Regions from separate parts of the Mus musculus genome. Here regions 2 and 3 are each linked to region 1. Evidence: chromatin contacts called from public HiChIP or PLAC-seq and promoter capture Hi-C data. All regions are on one chromosome and are shown on one strand. The core of a region is the stretch at or near the end of the contact, and the rest is flanking DNA. Distances in the headings are between cores, read along the strand shown.

Region 1 (4,971 bases), core at 1,840-4,339:
CTTCAGAAATCACGATCATCTTCTGCATACAGCTGAGAAATGGTAACACCCACTCTATCAGCTACATGGTTGGCTCCAAAAGCTAGTAGGACCCAGCCTGAGAGCTGCCTCATCCAGTCAGGAGGCCAGTACCTGAACCATGAAGTATTCGCAGAAGCTCCAGCCTGGCTCTGTCCTCTTTTCCCTCAAAGTCCGCATGTCATCCTCAAACTTGCCGAGGTTTTTGGTGAAAGACATGAGCAGCAGAGTCCTGAGTTTGGTCAGGAAGGCATTCCAGGATTCCTGAGTTCGAGAAGAGTCCTTCAAAGGGTCAGAGAGCACAACACACCTGCAGAGACATGAAAGGCATTCTGGAAAATTCTTGGGGCATAAAACACCTGCTTGGCTGAGCCTCTTTTCCAAACCCCCAACTGCCTGCCCTGTTTTCTGTCTTCAATCAGTGAAAATCGTCAGGGAGGGGCCCAGGCAGTTCACAGCTAATAGGCATTGCAAAGGTTTCTAGTAAAGTCTGCCGCAGAACGGACAGGAATCAGAGTGGGACTGAAAAGGGGTGGACCTGCAGGGCCGGTTGTGATACAGGAGTCACAACACCCTCAGCTCCCAACCCCCATCCTCACAGGCTCCTTATGCTGACAGAATGAAGCCAAGCTATCTCAGCTTGACATGGGAGGCCCAGGCCTAGCCGCAGGACCAGCTTCCACCCCTCATGCTCCAGTCTGGGCCACTGAGCAGCCATACTTTCTCTTTCCTCCAGCACTCGGTAGCTCACCTGACATCAATCCCACACTAACCCCATGCCACAATCACAGCAGTACATCCTGGGAGGCCCCTGCAGTGAGCCCTGGCTGTCCCCATAGATATGCCTCTGCCACCACACCTCAACCGTAAGGACAACATTAAGAAGCAAGACAGATACAGTTGACAGACAGGTATGATGCAAGGAGACTGTGCCAATGATGTAAATAAACCTAAACTCAGAAATGGTTTTAAAATCTGGATGCAATGGGCATCAATAGTTCTCCTTAATAAGCATTTTATTAAGCTGCTAGCAAACAGTGAGATGAACCAACCCTGTGCTCTAACACACACCCTCAGGAGACAGCAGCCTCTATGCAACACCAAAAGGTGAGGCAGCATGGAAAAGCCATCCCTCCCATCACCTACCCAGTAGGCACTGATCCCTCTCAGAAGGGCAGAGGCCAGGGCCAGTCACCCCTGATGTCACCTCCCAACGGGTGCTGCATTCTGCCAGCTCAGTACCTATCCCATGGTACTCTCAGGAGCTGCAGCTGCCAACACCCTTGCTGAGCAGCAGCAGCACAGTCTCCCATAGCCTTCACAGTGCAGGATGGAAACCCTCAACACAACAGCACGCATGAGGCAGGGCTTTCCTTCAGCAGCCCGCTGCCTACATAGTCCATGCTGCATAACACTACTACGCCCTAGTCCCTCCTCAGGCCTTTCGACTCCCACGCTCTCTACGTCATCATCTGTTTGCATGATTAAAAAGACAGAGCCCAGCACAGCTAGAGATGTGAGGAATGAACACTGATCAGGAGTGTCTCCTAGGGCACAGAAGACCAGAGCAGCTGCTAACAGGGGCTCATGTGAGGAGGGCCTCAGAAAGACCTCGATGCTACCACCATCTTAGACAATCCCTGAGTTAGCATCTGACTCAGCAGTATTTTGCCAAAGGTGTGAAGAATGGACAGAACCTGTAACCAAGCAACTTCCCTTTAAGGAGCAGATTCTAAGGAAGTCGTTAAGGACATTCACAGGATCTGGGCTGGAAAGACATGGACAATGTCTGTAGGAACAGTAAGCAAACAAGAGCCCAACAGTCCTCAAGGTTTCTGTGTGTGAACTGTACATGGATGTGTTGCCCTATTATGTGTTCACTAGCAATAATGGGACAGGGGCATACACGGAAAATTCCCAATGTACTAAGTGACAACAGCAGCTATCAATGTGCATAGAAAATGACAGTGTTCTGAAGAGTCGCAGAGGAACCGCTCTGCTCTGGGCGCTTTCCCACTCACTTCATACATGCTCTACTTCCCAGCCCAGCCCTGACCCCAAACACCTCCCTCAGGTCCCCAAAGCAGGTTAGTGGCACTCTTATAGGTTCTTGCAGCATGGGGACCCTCCGCTGGTGGCAATGACCATGGGAATGAGAGCATGTCTCACCAGGGCATCTCCGAGACGAGTCAGCACACAGCCACCTGGTCAACTGTGTCTGCAGTGCTAAGGAGAGGAAGTCCCAGCAGGCGCAGAGGAGCAGTAAGACACTACAAGGAAGGGATGAAGCTGCTGCTTTGCAACTTCCTTCCAGGAACTTTTAAAAAGTGGACTATAAACAGAAATGCGTGTCTCACGGTTAAGAAACTACTTGGGGAATTCTACCCTATTCAAGGACTGATCTTCCCCAGGGCCACTGGCCCAGAAGCCTCTCCCCCTAGGCTGTCCACCTGGAGATGAACTGCTAGGCCAGGAATTACAGAGGAGGGGTTTAGGGAAGGGATCCTGCACCCCTCTGTAGTTTTCTAGACTGCCTGAGTCAACGGCTATCACTAACATCAAAGTGGATAAAATGCAAGACATACTTACCTGTCACTCTGTTTATTACAAAAGTCATTTCTTATTTTGTCCACAATAGAAGTTCGGGGAAGGATGTTGGTTTTGTTTTTTTTCTTGGCATCATTTTCAACTACCACTATTAGCCAGTCCACAGAGCTATGAGCTTTCAGAACATTCTGCCACTTGGTGAGGTCGTCTTTTACCGTAGCTTTGTACACTTCAGTATCCTAAAAATAAATAAGTCACTGTGAAGGCGAGCTTCCCAATGCCCCTTTGTCTCTAGGAACAGGGAGGGTGTCAGTAACAAAGAGCCACTAGTCACAGCATTTTAACACACTGTGGTAGCCAGAGGGTAAACCGAGTGGGTGTCTCAGCACTGGCATATTCTGGCACCCAAAGACATAAGATACAGCACCAAGGGCTGAAGAGCTGAGGAGGTCACCCAGGGTGCTATTGCCCAAGAGCCGAGGAAGAGCTTTAGTCAGGGCTCTGTGCCCAAGCCCCGTAAGGCTGTCATTGTCATTAGTCAGCCAGGACCCTAGCTTCTTGCCAGCTGTCCACACACACAGTAACCCTCAGCTCTCAGGAAGCCCTGGAATCCTGATCCAACTTCAATGCCCCTTGAATTCTCCACATAAGAGCCAGAGAGAAGATCACCCAGCTCCCTCACGCTGTCCCAGCTCACAGGAGCTGACAGGAAGCTGCTCAACTCAAAACAGCTCCACTTCTCTCTCCCAGGACTAACCCAAGTGGTGAGAGAAAGCAGTACTCCCTAATACAGTACATGCTGCAACCCTAATACTATAGAGGCCACGGCAGAATTGCAAGGCTGAAGTTAACACAGCATCAACTGCACAGGGAAAGCTTGTCTCAAAACACAAAACAAAGCGGGGCAGTGGTAGTGCATAGCTCTGATCCCAGCACTTGGCACACAGAGGCAGGTGGATCTTAGAGTTTGAGGCCAACCTGGTCTACAGAGTGAGTTTCAGGACAGTCAGAGATACACAGAGAAACCCTGTCTCAAAACAAACAAACAAACAAACAAAAAACCCAAACACTGAAAAATCAAAAAGGATGATCCTTATTAGGATAATTTCAATGAAACCATTTACAATGACCCCAAGAACTAAACTAAGTGGACCTGGGGAAGTTGGATGGTGCATGGCCTCTGTGAAGTTATGACTAAGGCCATAACAGGGTACAAAGGAATACAAACTCACTGCATGCTCCTAGGTTCAAGAGAACTTACCACTATTAAATTCTTCTTGAATCAATAGTAAATTAAACAAGGTAACTTCAATCAAAACTCCCATGCCTCCCACCCCACCCTTCTCTCTTCCTTCTTCCTGTCTCTCCAACTAGCCACCACGGTGTAAAACCTTACACTACACTGTGTAGTGATTTAGTTCTACTGTGCTCATAGATCTGCAGCAGAAGGTGAGGTGTGGAGCTGTGTTTTAAGGCTGGGAGACGGAACACAGTGGGTGAGTCTCTAATGGCTTGGGCCTCCTCATGGCTTTCTGAGAGCACAAGGCTTCATATGACAGTGACTGGGGTCTGGCCAGCAGAAGGCATTGACTGCCTTAAAAATCACAGCCACACAAGCTGAACCAGAAGATATAAAGACCCAGCCTCTCGACGAGGAAAGTCCCTGGCATGCAAAAAAGTACATGTTGGGCAGGGCATCCTGGAAAACACGACTTATACTCGTGACAGCCAGAGGAGAACATGCGTGTCAGCACAAGTTCATTTTAAGTATTTTGAGGCTCACCATGTGCTCTCTCCTCCAACCTTAACACTACACACTATGCAGGAAAACACTGCCTCTGACCCACCACAATCAACAGATCTCAAGTATTCACACCGGTGTACACACAGAACAGGGTTTGAATAGAGTTGAAGTTTCTAATAAAGGGGGAGACTATTAGGAAAATCGTGCCATGCCGATTTGTTGTTCATTTAGACAAGAAGATTGGATGTCTGAGACCCTCAACCCATAACTCTGACCTGCAGAAAAATAACTTGCAGCTTCCAGACCAAACACAAGTGACAAGGTACAGAGTTACCAAAAGAAGTTAGGGGAAGATCAATTATTTTTTTAAAGATTTATTTAGTTATTTCATGTATAACAGAACACTATAGCTGATTTCAGACATACCAGAAGAAGACATCAGATCCCATTACAGATGGTTGTGAGCCACCATGTGGCTGCTGAGAATTGAACTCAGGACCTCTGGAAGAGCAGTCAGTGCTCTTAACTGCGTAGCCATCTCTCTGGTCCCAAGATCAACTCTTATTTCAGACACAAGACCTTCCTGAGTAGGACACATTATCTAGAAACCATCTTTGGCAATCACACGCTTCACTCCATAAAAATTAGTCTAGCTCCAGAGG
Region 2 (4,971 bases), core at 1,690-4,189, 180 kb before region 1:
TAAATCCAATGTTCTTACAAAGAAAGGTGAAGTCAGAGAGGAATAGTCAGATTGGAGAGGGGCTATTCTCAGAAGTAAGCATTCCAACAGCACTTCATGCTAGAGGCAACAGAGGGACCCTCCAAAGCCCACGAAGGGACGTGTCCCTTCCCACACCTTGACTTTGGAACCTGTTGTTACAAGCCTGGGGCTTTTTGTTCTAATAACCCCAGAAGAGTCAGACAAGATTCTTGGGGCTGCTCTGACTAGGGCTGGCATGAGCTCCCAGGCCATTCTGGCTGTCCATGGCATCCAAGTCCAGTGTCCCGGACAGAGGAGGTGCTGTGGAGCAGATTCTGCAATGGTGAGTGTGTCTGGCCCCAGCTCTGACTTGTTCAGATGATCTGGGTGGCTGTATAAGGTGACCCCACTAGCCAGCCTTGTAGGTAGGCAATTGTGGGAGGAACCTGGACAAAGAGTGAGGGGACTGGACAGGACATAGATACCTGACACAGGGCAGTAGGATGTGGTGGGCTGTCTTAGTGGGCACTATGGTCTCTTGACAGAACTAGAGCACACAGGGAAACTTAGGATGTCCCCTGTGACTAGCAGCACCCCTTGACGTGGAAGAGGTGGCATTCCATGGCTGAATGTGACTATGAACCACTGGCCTGACAAAAGATCCACCCATGTAGGGAGTCTTCCACATCAGCACTGGGCTCCAAAGCCAGCAGACCTGAATGAAGCACACTGGCTGCCTTGCCCTCAGCCACGGCCATGGATGCTCTAGAAGCACTCCCTTCCATTTTGAAATCTGGGTCTCCCTGGCAGCCTGCTTCCATGCATTTACCTGACTCAAACACCTGCTGGATAAGGATCCCTTCCACGGCCCCTCGGGTTCCTGGAACATCCCCAGAGGCCACGGTCACAGCTCTCTGGACAGAAGCTGCCATGGTCTGAATTCCTGGAGAGGGTTTGACACAAGTAGACGTATGTGCATGAGCACACGGCCGTGGGGACAGCAGTGTTGGTCATGTTGAGCCCAATGGCAGATTGACAAGAATCTCATGGTGACGTGGGACCTGCGTTATTCTGGGGCACAGAGTTCCTAGGCCATCAGGGGGTGAGGACCAGGAAGCACAGGTGGATGGTGGATGGTGGGTGGGTGTGGTCAAGGTTGGGCGCAGCTGAGGAACAGGGATAGTTTCCTTGTGGTTCTTTTTCTGGGCTGGCTAGAAGATTGGGAGCATTAAAATGGGCAGAGGTCTGGGAGGAGACACCCAGGGCATTGTGGGTAGGAGAATGGCAAGACAGTTGGATCTAAGGAGTCCCTATCTTTCTCTGGCTTTGCCATCCAGCTGAGGTCAATGGGATCAGACCTCCTCCAACCTCCACTCTTGGCCTAACTCACCGTTTCCAAGAGGAAGGTGCTGTGACTCCAAGTTGCCATCTGGCTTCTTAGGGGGCTTAGTCTTCAGGTGGGAGCCTGCGAAGGGGAGGTAGAGGCAGCCTGGGCCCACTTTTCTGGGCTGGGGTCATGTTGACGGATCCAGGGTAGAAAGTGAGGATGGGAGAGAGAGCAGCTGGTAAGGGTCAGATCGACGGTTCTTAAGCTGTGATGGGCTGTTTCCTTCTTCAACAGAAAGGAAATCAAAACCACCTGCCTGCCTCACCGCCCAGAAACTCAGCCTTTGGGACAGTAAGACGCTGAGAGGCTGTGGGCCTCCTCCAATGCTCAGGTCTGAGGGCTCAGAGGTGACTCTGTGACCCTGGCAGGCTGGCCCTGGGGTGGTGTCAGTAAGACAGAAGCTCCTAAGAGCCGGTTGGGGAGGGCCCAGCAACCCTGGCTAGCTCCTCTTGAGTGTACCTGGGCTGGAGACGCTCTTTGAGGCCAGAGTTGCTGGTGGGGTGGCTCGAGGCTCCTCCAGTGCTTTTCTCTTGGTGGGGGGTCTGGGTGGCAGTACCGCGGCCTTGGGACCAGCAAGGGGCTTTCTCCCTTTCCGGGACTGGTTTAGGTCCACATCTGCAGCTCAGGGGCAGGAACAATGGTCCTGTCTTAAAGCCTTATCTTCAGGGTGAGCTCTAGAATGGGGCACTCTTGAGGACGAGAAAGAGCAGACCTCTGCCCTTTGCTTCTTAGGATCTGCCCAAGTTCTAGTGGCTCCCTGAAAACATGGGCCGACTTGTATCCATATCCCCGATGCTACCCATTGGCTGAGCATCAGCTCCAGCATCAATCAGCACACGCCCACCTTTTGGGAAGCCGTCCAGGATGCTATGCAGGCGGCTGTACCGCTCCAGATTGTAGTCCTTAAAGAGAATCCTCCAGAAATCCAGGATGGCCCCACTGTCCCGGGTCAGGAGCCAGGACAGCAGGGCGTGGAAGGCCTGGGGGCAGCCTTCCTTCTCCTTCAGACGGAGCGTCTCCTGCAGTGACAGCATTGGGCACCTGGGCATATCATTCTCCAACTCCTGCCTCTTTGGGATAAGGGAGACTTGCCTATTCCTGTCTATCCCTGGGCCCTGGAGCAGTTAGGGGGCATAGGGTGTGAGGTTAGGGAACTCACCTGGGACTTGATCTGGAGAGGTCTCCTGAGGAGGGCTTGGGACCACTCCTTGGCTGGTAGGGGGAGGGTATGGGTATAGTATGGGTTTTGGCTGAGGTTGGGAGGGAACACCTAGTCTGCGGGTGGAGGAGTGGGGAGAATGAGAGGCACCGGGGGCGGGACTGGAGCCCACCTGGAACTTGTCCTCAGGGACCACGTCGTGGTCGGCTAGAGCATGCAGCAGCGGAAAGGCACTGTCTATGGCCACCGCGATCTCGGTGCGGTGCAGCCTCAGCAGACGGCGTAGCATTCCATCCCCACCTGCCATCTTCCTCACAGGGGCTGCGCCTCGGCGCCCCCTGCTGGCCCACGCGCGCTTGCGTTCCCTTCTCCCTTCCTTGGGTGTCGTGGTGCTATCCGGAGAGGCACCTGTAAGCGTTTATATTTACTCCCCAGCGGCGGAAAGGCGACGTTTGTCTTGCTCAGCGACTCTGTTATACTTTCAACCAGGAAAGAACAGAGGCTGTTGTTTAGCCTAGAGCCAATCAGGGCCCAGCTTTCGAAAGCTGGGCTAGAGACTGCCCTGCCTTTGGGTTCAGGACGCTCTGATACTCTTTCTTTGTGAGATCCAGTGCAGCTGCCTGGCCTCGGGATAGAGGAAGCGGGAAAGTTGTCTCTCCAGTCTCCCTACAGAGGATCTGTTTATGGGTTAAAAACCGGGACTGGCGGGAAAGATGGCTCTGTGGACAAATTGCCTGTGTGGGGAAGCAAAGACAGGAGTGGCTGTAGAGCTCACTGACCAGGCAACTAACTGAATGGATAAGCTCAAGCAAGGTTCAGGGATAGAACCTGCCTCAAAATATTACATGGAAAGCTGAGTGTGGTGGCTCACGCCTTTAGTGCCAGCACTAGGGAGGCAGAGACAGGCGGATCTCTGTGAGTTTGAGGCCAACTTGGTCTAAAAAGTGAGTTCCAGGGCAGCCAGGGCTACACAGACAGAAACCCTACGCAGAGAAACTGAATTTTTTTAAAAAAGAAGTTAGGTGAACAATTGAAGAAAACACCCTATATTCACTATTCCATACACATGTACATATGCAAGCGAGAATGCACGCACACGCACACACACACACACACACACACACACACACACTGAACTTAAAAAGAGAGGGGCCAGAGAGATGGCTCAGTGGTAAGAGCACTTGTTCCTCTTGCAGAGCACTTGGGCTTGTTTCTCAACACCCACAGGATGGCTCACAACCCTTTGTAACTCCGGTTCCAGAGCATCTGATGCCCTCTTTGGCTCCTACTGGCACTGCATGAATGTGGTGACCAAATATACATCATGCAAGCAAGGCACTTAAACACATAAAAGAAAATAATAAAATAAAATAACTGGGGGAGGAGAGGGGAGGGGAAGAGAGAAGGGGAGGGAGGAGCCAAAATAGTGCTCTAGCCACAGCCTGGCTGTCCAGACCTGCTGGCACCTCTGGGTAGCCACAATAGGAGACCTCTGTAACTGGCTGGACAGTGGACCCCGCTGGGAACCCCATCTGTCCTTGGCTGAGGGCTGGGGGAGTAGAGTGGAAGATTTTAGCAGGACAGTGGAGATGGTTCATCCTGTGTGATAGTGGGTGAAAAGGACACATGGCCTACCTCTGTGCTCAGAGGTGGCTGGCAAACTGAACTAGGAATGTGTTAGATAGAGTACAACAGGAAGAGGAAAGAAGGCAGAGAGCCCATAGACCAGGGCTATGGCCCTTTAATATCTTCATGTTGTGGTGACCCACCCCCACCATAAAATTATTTCACTGCTACTTTATAACTGTAATTTTGCTAGTTATGAATCATAATATAAACATCTGATACACAGAATATCTGATAGGTGACCCCTGCGAAAGGGTTGTTCAACCCCCAAAGGGGTCGTGACCCACAGGTTGAGAACTGCTGCCCTAAACAGATGCCCCTGGACCACACAAGTTCCTGTCTTGTTCTCCTCAATAGTCGAAGGAGCAGTTTCAGGATTCATGATAGAGCCCGGAGGGTACTGCCTGAAAGACAGGGCCTCCAAGCAAATCAGGGAGGTGTCCTGGAGGCAGATGGAAAAGGATGCAGAGGTGGGCATGCGTGGAACTTGTACCCCCAGCAAAGTGAGATTGTACAGCTGCAAGTGGCCTGGGAGGTGACAAACTTTTAGAGTAAAGTGTGATCAGGTCTGTGCTGGGGTCCCTAACATGAGTGTTGACAGTTGAGTGTGTGTGTGTGTGTGTGTGTGTGTGTGTGTGTGTGTGTGTGTGTGTGTGTGTGTTGCTAGTCCTGGCACTGGTCTCTGCTGGATCCTCCTACCTCAGGGTCCCCCTGAGAGTTCTCCATGTGCTGAGGTTGTTCTCCACTGTGTGTGTTGGGTGGGGGGGCGGGGATCAGTATTGAAAGTAGGTAAGGGGGT
Region 3 (4,971 bases), core at 1,545-4,044, 170 kb after region 1:
AAAGTCCCCTTGTGAGCCTCCAAAAGGCCATGGGAAACAGTGTCAGACAGGCCCTGCTGTGGGAGGTAACACTTGACCAAGACACAGGAAGGAACAGCACCGAGTCCCTGAGAGGGAACTGTGACGGGCTGCTCATGAGGTGGGCGTTCTTCTACAGCAGTTGAGGAGGGAGGTGTTTGATCTTTTCTGGGACTCCTGTGTGGGTTTCTGTCTGAGGACAAAGGCGGGCCTCTCATTATCTTGCTTAGTAGTAAATTTTACACTGTGTAAGTTGTCTTCCTAAAGAATGGCCATTTGTATAATGGACCATGGGTCACTAACGGGTCAGACTCCAGGTGTCCATGTATGTGTCCCTGAGGGTCATATCCTGAGTGTCCTGACTCTTTAAGTCTGGGATTTTGTCTTTGGCTTTGGGTCTTTTGTCCTCTGTCTTAGTTAAGGTTTTACTGCTGTGAACAGACACCATGACTAAGGCAACTCTTATAAGGACAACATTTTATTGGGGCTGGCTTACAGGTTCAGAGGTTCAGTCCATTATCATCAAGGCCGAAACAGGGCAGCATCTGGGTAGGCATGGTGCAGGCAGAGATGAGAGTTCTACATCTTCATCTGAAGGCTGCTAGCAGAATACTGACTTCCAGGCAGCTAGGATGAGGATCTTAAAGCCCACACCCACAGTGACACAAGCTACAGTGCACAAGCCTCAGTCATATATATATAATCTATTTGAGACCAATTTCTCTTTAGGCATTAGCTATAGTCAGATGTGCTATTTTATAAAAGAGCTTTCTTTCTTTTATCTCCTTTATAATAATATTATTACTATTACATATTATAATATATAATTATAAAAATATATGCCCTATAGTGATATTATATAATACATAGTACATTATATATTATTATTTCCTATGTAGTAGCTGCCCTGCGGGATGGGCCACGCCAGGCCAGTGGCAGGGCAGAGGAAGAGCTCAGGAGACAGGCAGAAGTGGCAGGGCAAAGGGGGGTACAGGAGACACAGGAAAGAAGAGGGTGGCATCTTGGGTATGGTCTCTGCCATCTAGGGGCTTTTTTTGTCTGGGTAGAACATTCATACAACCCTCTGGGTGGAGCTTCCTGTAGCTCTATAGAAGTTCAACCTTGAGGCTGGAGCAATGGCTCAGTGGTTAAGAGCTTTGGCTGCTATTCCAGAGGTCCTGAGTTCAATTCCCAGCAACCACATGGTGGCTCACAATTGACTGTAACTCCAGTTCCAGGGCTTCTGACTCCTTCACACAGGCAGGCAAATATATATATCACAGCAACCTACATGCTTTGTTCCAGTTGCTTCACTGAGCTGAAAACTAAGGTAGAGAGAGGAATTCACATATTCTGATGTTAACTGGGGCTCACCAGTTATAAATCTAGAGAGACAGAGAGACAGAGACAGAGAGAGGGAAGAGAAGGAGGAGCAGGAGGGGGGGAGGAGGAGGAGGAGGAGAAGGAGGAGGAGGAGGAAGAGGGGGGGGGGAGAAGGAGGAGGAGGGGGAGGAGGAGCAAGACCACCACCACATCTGGGGCTGTTACTTAGGATCCATTTACTTTGGATTTTCACTTTGCTTTTTTGAGACATCCAGCTGTCTCCCTGCCTGGCCCAGAACTCACTACATAGGCCAAATTGGCCTTGAACTCAAGAGATCCACCCATCAACCTTTGAGTGCTGAATGAAAGGTGTGTGCCACCACGCCTGGATCTACGTGTGTGTGTGTGTGTGTGTGTGTGTGTGTGTGTGTGTGTGTGTGTGTGTTATCTATTTATTTAGATACCCTACTAGGACCTGGAAGTTCTCTCTTAATCTGCCTGGGCTTCCTGGCTATGAAGCCCCAGGGATCTGCCTGTTTCTACTTCCCCTCTGCTGGGATTACAAGTTCTGTTCTTTTGTTTATTTGTTTAGGCAAGGGCCCACTATGTAGTTCTGGCTGGTCTAGAACTTGCTATGTATGCCAGGTTGGTCTCAGACTCACAGAGACCTTACCTGTCTCTGCCACCTGAGCACTGGGACTAAAGGAGTGGACCACCACATCTGGCCTCCAAAAAAAAAGTTTTAAATTTAAATCTTATTTATTTAACTAACACATGTGCTGAGAGGGTGTGGGTGTGGGGTGAACTGGGGGTGGTGGTGGTGGTGGTGGTGGTGCACACGCATGCCACAGTGCACATACAGAGGTCAGAGGACAACTTGCAGGAGTAGGTTCTGTAAGTTCAAGGAATCCCCAAATCCTGGTTTTGTGGCAAGTGTGCTCACCTGTTAAATCAATGACATTTAGAGATTAAGAGATTTTTTTTTTTAACCTGTGACATCTTCGTGATTCAGGTGTATCTTTTGCTTGGCATACTGGGCTGAAGGAGGGTTAGCAAGAAACTCTAAAAGACAGCTCTGAATGGTGGCCATTATCACTGCTAATAAAATTAAATACAGTTCCTGTGTCCATGTGTCCCCCCTAGCCCAAGGAACTGTGGGATATCTATGTGCAGCTCTGAGATTCTGCGAGACACCTTCAGACAGGCAGTGCGTGGAGCACAGGGCTGAGCCTCAGTTCTCCTGTACAGGCTCGCTGTGGGTCATCTGAGGATTTAGGAATTGAATGTGGACAGAGCTCCCTGGCACAAGGCCCCTGGGAGCAAGCACCCCTAGTCAGGGTGTCTTTTCTTCCTTTTCTCTGCCTGCTCATTCCGCATGGGGCAGCCTCGGGCCTTGAGGGGACATCAGGAGTGCGGATGTGGCATCAGCCAACCCAGAGCCACCGCGGAAGCCCCAGCTCGATTTCTAAGGCTGATGAAGAAGCAGCCTTGCTTTCCTGGGTGACAGGCAGATCAGGGGGAGGAAGGACGAGCCTTCCCTCGGGGAAGTGCAATTGTGCAGTTTATTTAAAGGAGGTTATATTTTTGGAGCCGGCCTCTTGGAACAGGAAAGTACAGTCATCGCTTCAGAAGAAAAAGAAAGAAAGAAAGAAACAAGAGTTACTGCTAAGTCCCCAGAGAGAAGTTCATTAGCAAACCGGTCAGCTAATTGCCTTCAATGTTCTTCTGGAGTTTAAAGGCTGTGCTACAATAGTAATTCGTGTCTCTGGAACAGTCCACTATAAATAGTGGGGCAATCAGAGCTAAGAGCTGCAAGGAACCGGGAAGGCGCAGGGAATAGCAAGTACCTGGAAAGCCAGTTCGTGAGTGCTGACTGAATGCACAGGCGGAAGGCAGAGGAGGCGCCTTCTCCAGCCCTGCAGCAGTGTCCCTGCCAGCCTGGCACGCAGCGTCCGTGTCCCAGAAACCTCTCCACCTCCTGGCCACAGGCACCCACTCTTGGGTCAGTGTAGGGGGTTGTAAGTCTGCCCTGGCACATGCCTGTTTTGTCTGGTCCTGAGGATCCATGTGGTAACCCATGTGGCCTTGCGTTAGCCTGGCACAAACAGCTCTGCTCCAAACAGCTAGGGCAACAGAGATGGTGGCACAAAAGTTTTAGCTTACTACAAGTGGAGGGCAACTCTCTCCTCAACTTCCAGCCCACAACCCTCTTTCCTTCTCTCCCTCCTCCTCTTAGGACCTGTGTCCTCAGGAGCCAGGTCCTGCCTGTGGACAGCTAGGGTGGGCTACCCCTGCAGAGTTTAGTCCATATGGGGAGTTAATGTAAGAGAGAAGGTGTAAGTGGTCAGACATTGTGTCTAGGAACATGTGACCAGAACAGATGGGGTAACAAGGGCTGGCCAGAATCCTGGGGACCCACTGGCACCTTGAGCTTTAGCATTGCAGCTCCCACTGGGAACCCCAAACCTCCATGGAATTCCTGATCCCTACAAGGAGCATCAATCCTCTGTGGGAAGCTATGGCCCTCCATAGACCACCTGAAAGCCCTCATATGCGAGGCCTGCCTGACCTACCATGGTGCAACCTCAATGTTCATAGAAAGGCTGACAGGGGGCAGGGACAGGGACAGGTTCCTCTGCCTCCAGAGCCTGAGGAGAACATCCCGCCTCATGAGCTTTCAATAGCTAGTGAACAAGGACAACCCAAGAGAACTCTGAGCTTGTGTGGTGAACAGTTGGCTGAGTGTCTACCTTGGATCAGGCCAGCCTCTGGCTCTGCACAGGGTTCATGTATTTATAAGAGATGACTGAGCTTGGAATTGGGAACCCCAGTTCTGTATGGGGGTGGGGTCACTGGCCTCTTTTTTTCTGCTCCCTGTAACCATAGGAGAGCAAACTACCTCTCAAGCAGAGGTTACTGGCTGTGAGCTGTGTGAGGAAGGGTCTTCCCTGTCTTTTGGTCTCCATGGTTAATGTGCAGTGTGGCACCAGTCACACTGATGGTTGTACCCCTGGATGGGGCAGAAGATGCTACCAGAGCCTAGGAGACTCAGCAAGCCTTGGGCCGGTCCTCCTTGCCTGAGTGGCCCTGACCTGCCTGGCCAGCAGTGTCAGGAAGAATGGTGTGTGCCTTGAATCTCAGTACTCAGAGGTGAAGGTAGGTGGATATCCATGACTTCGAGGTCAGCCTGTCCCTCACAAAGAGTTCCAGATCACACAGGGCTTTGTAGTGAGACCCTGTTGCAAGCAAGTGAGCAAGCAAGCAAAACAAACAAAGAGTAAGAAAAGAAATGGGAGCCAGGTGTGGTGGCGCACGCCTTTAATCACAGCACTTGGGAAGCAGAGGCAGGTGGATTTCTGAGTTCAAGGCCAGCCTGGTCTACAAAGTGAGTTCCAGGACAGCCAGGGCTATACAGAGAAACCCTGTCTCAAAAACCAAAAAAAAAAAAAAAGTTTAGCAGGGACTGGGATGGGACTTTGGCAGCCTCTTTGAGCCCCATCCTGGGATTCGATCTTTCTGAGGTTGGGGAGGCTGAGAGTTCTGGGTGAATTAGGCCAGTGTGTAAACCAGTTTTGTAAAGTGCTAAAGTAACTGGAGGGATGGGGTGAGGGGAGGCAGACAATGGGATCT

The links. Promoter capture Hi-C pulls out the DNA fragments that hold promoters and counts their contacts. HiChIP or PLAC-seq counts read pairs in DNA pulled down with a chosen protein or histone mark.
Region 2: a contact with region 1 is called in a promoter capture Hi-C map of neural stem cells. The contact joins the promoter of Aire here to the enhancer-like site in region 1. A contact is called at or near these places in 2 of 39 promoter capture datasets (macrophages and neural stem cells), 1 of 484 Hi-C or Micro-C datasets (nephron progenitors) and 4 of 9 other capture datasets (adipose tissue, embryonic stem cells, liver and 1 more).
Region 3: an H3K27ac HiChIP or PLAC-seq map of microglia shows a contact between it and region 1, with 3 times the contacts expected there. The contact joins two enhancer-like sites. A contact is called at or near these places in 6 of 484 Hi-C or Micro-C datasets (the HL-1 cell line, bone marrow-derived macrophages, cerebral cortex and 3 more), 4 of 115 datasets of contacts at active chromatin or transcription factors (embryonic hindbrain, embryonic stem cells, forebrain and 1 more) and 1 of 9 other capture datasets (embryonic stem cells).

The regions. Positions count from the first base shown.
Region 1 is chr10:78,220,057-78,225,027 of GRCm38.p6, forward strand. It overlaps Trappc10 (trafficking protein particle complex 10), which reads right to left. Exons shown (of 23, transcript NM_001081055.2): 4 at 2,608-2,804; 5 at 133-328. Among named protein-coding and RNA genes, the nearest start is that of Trappc10, 22 kb to the right of the region's middle. Within about 2 kb of position 3,090, at least 59 of the 459 cell types and tissues checked have an H3K27ac peak or open chromatin away from gene starts, as enhancers often do. A contact at or near this core is called in cerebral cortex, microglia and neural stem cells, where this site is marked.
Region 2 is chr10:78,040,671-78,045,641 of GRCm38.p6, forward strand. It overlaps Aire (autoimmune regulator (autoimmune polyendocrinopathy candidiasis ectodermal dystrophy)), which reads right to left and starts at 2,940. Exons shown (of 14, transcript NM_009646.2): 1 at 2,719-2,940; 2 at 2,232-2,406; 3 at 1,847-2,002; 4 at 1,391-1,465; 5 at 830-943. The coding sequence starts at 2,853. It also overlaps a transcript of Dnmt3l not described here.
Region 3 is chr10:78,385,582-78,390,552 of GRCm38.p6, forward strand. No RefSeq gene overlaps it. Among named protein-coding and RNA genes, the nearest start is that of Mir6907, 20 kb to the right of the region's middle. Within about 2 kb of position 2,795, at least 40 of the 459 cell types and tissues checked have an H3K27ac peak or open chromatin away from gene starts, as enhancers often do. A contact at or near this core is called in cerebral cortex and microglia, where this site is marked.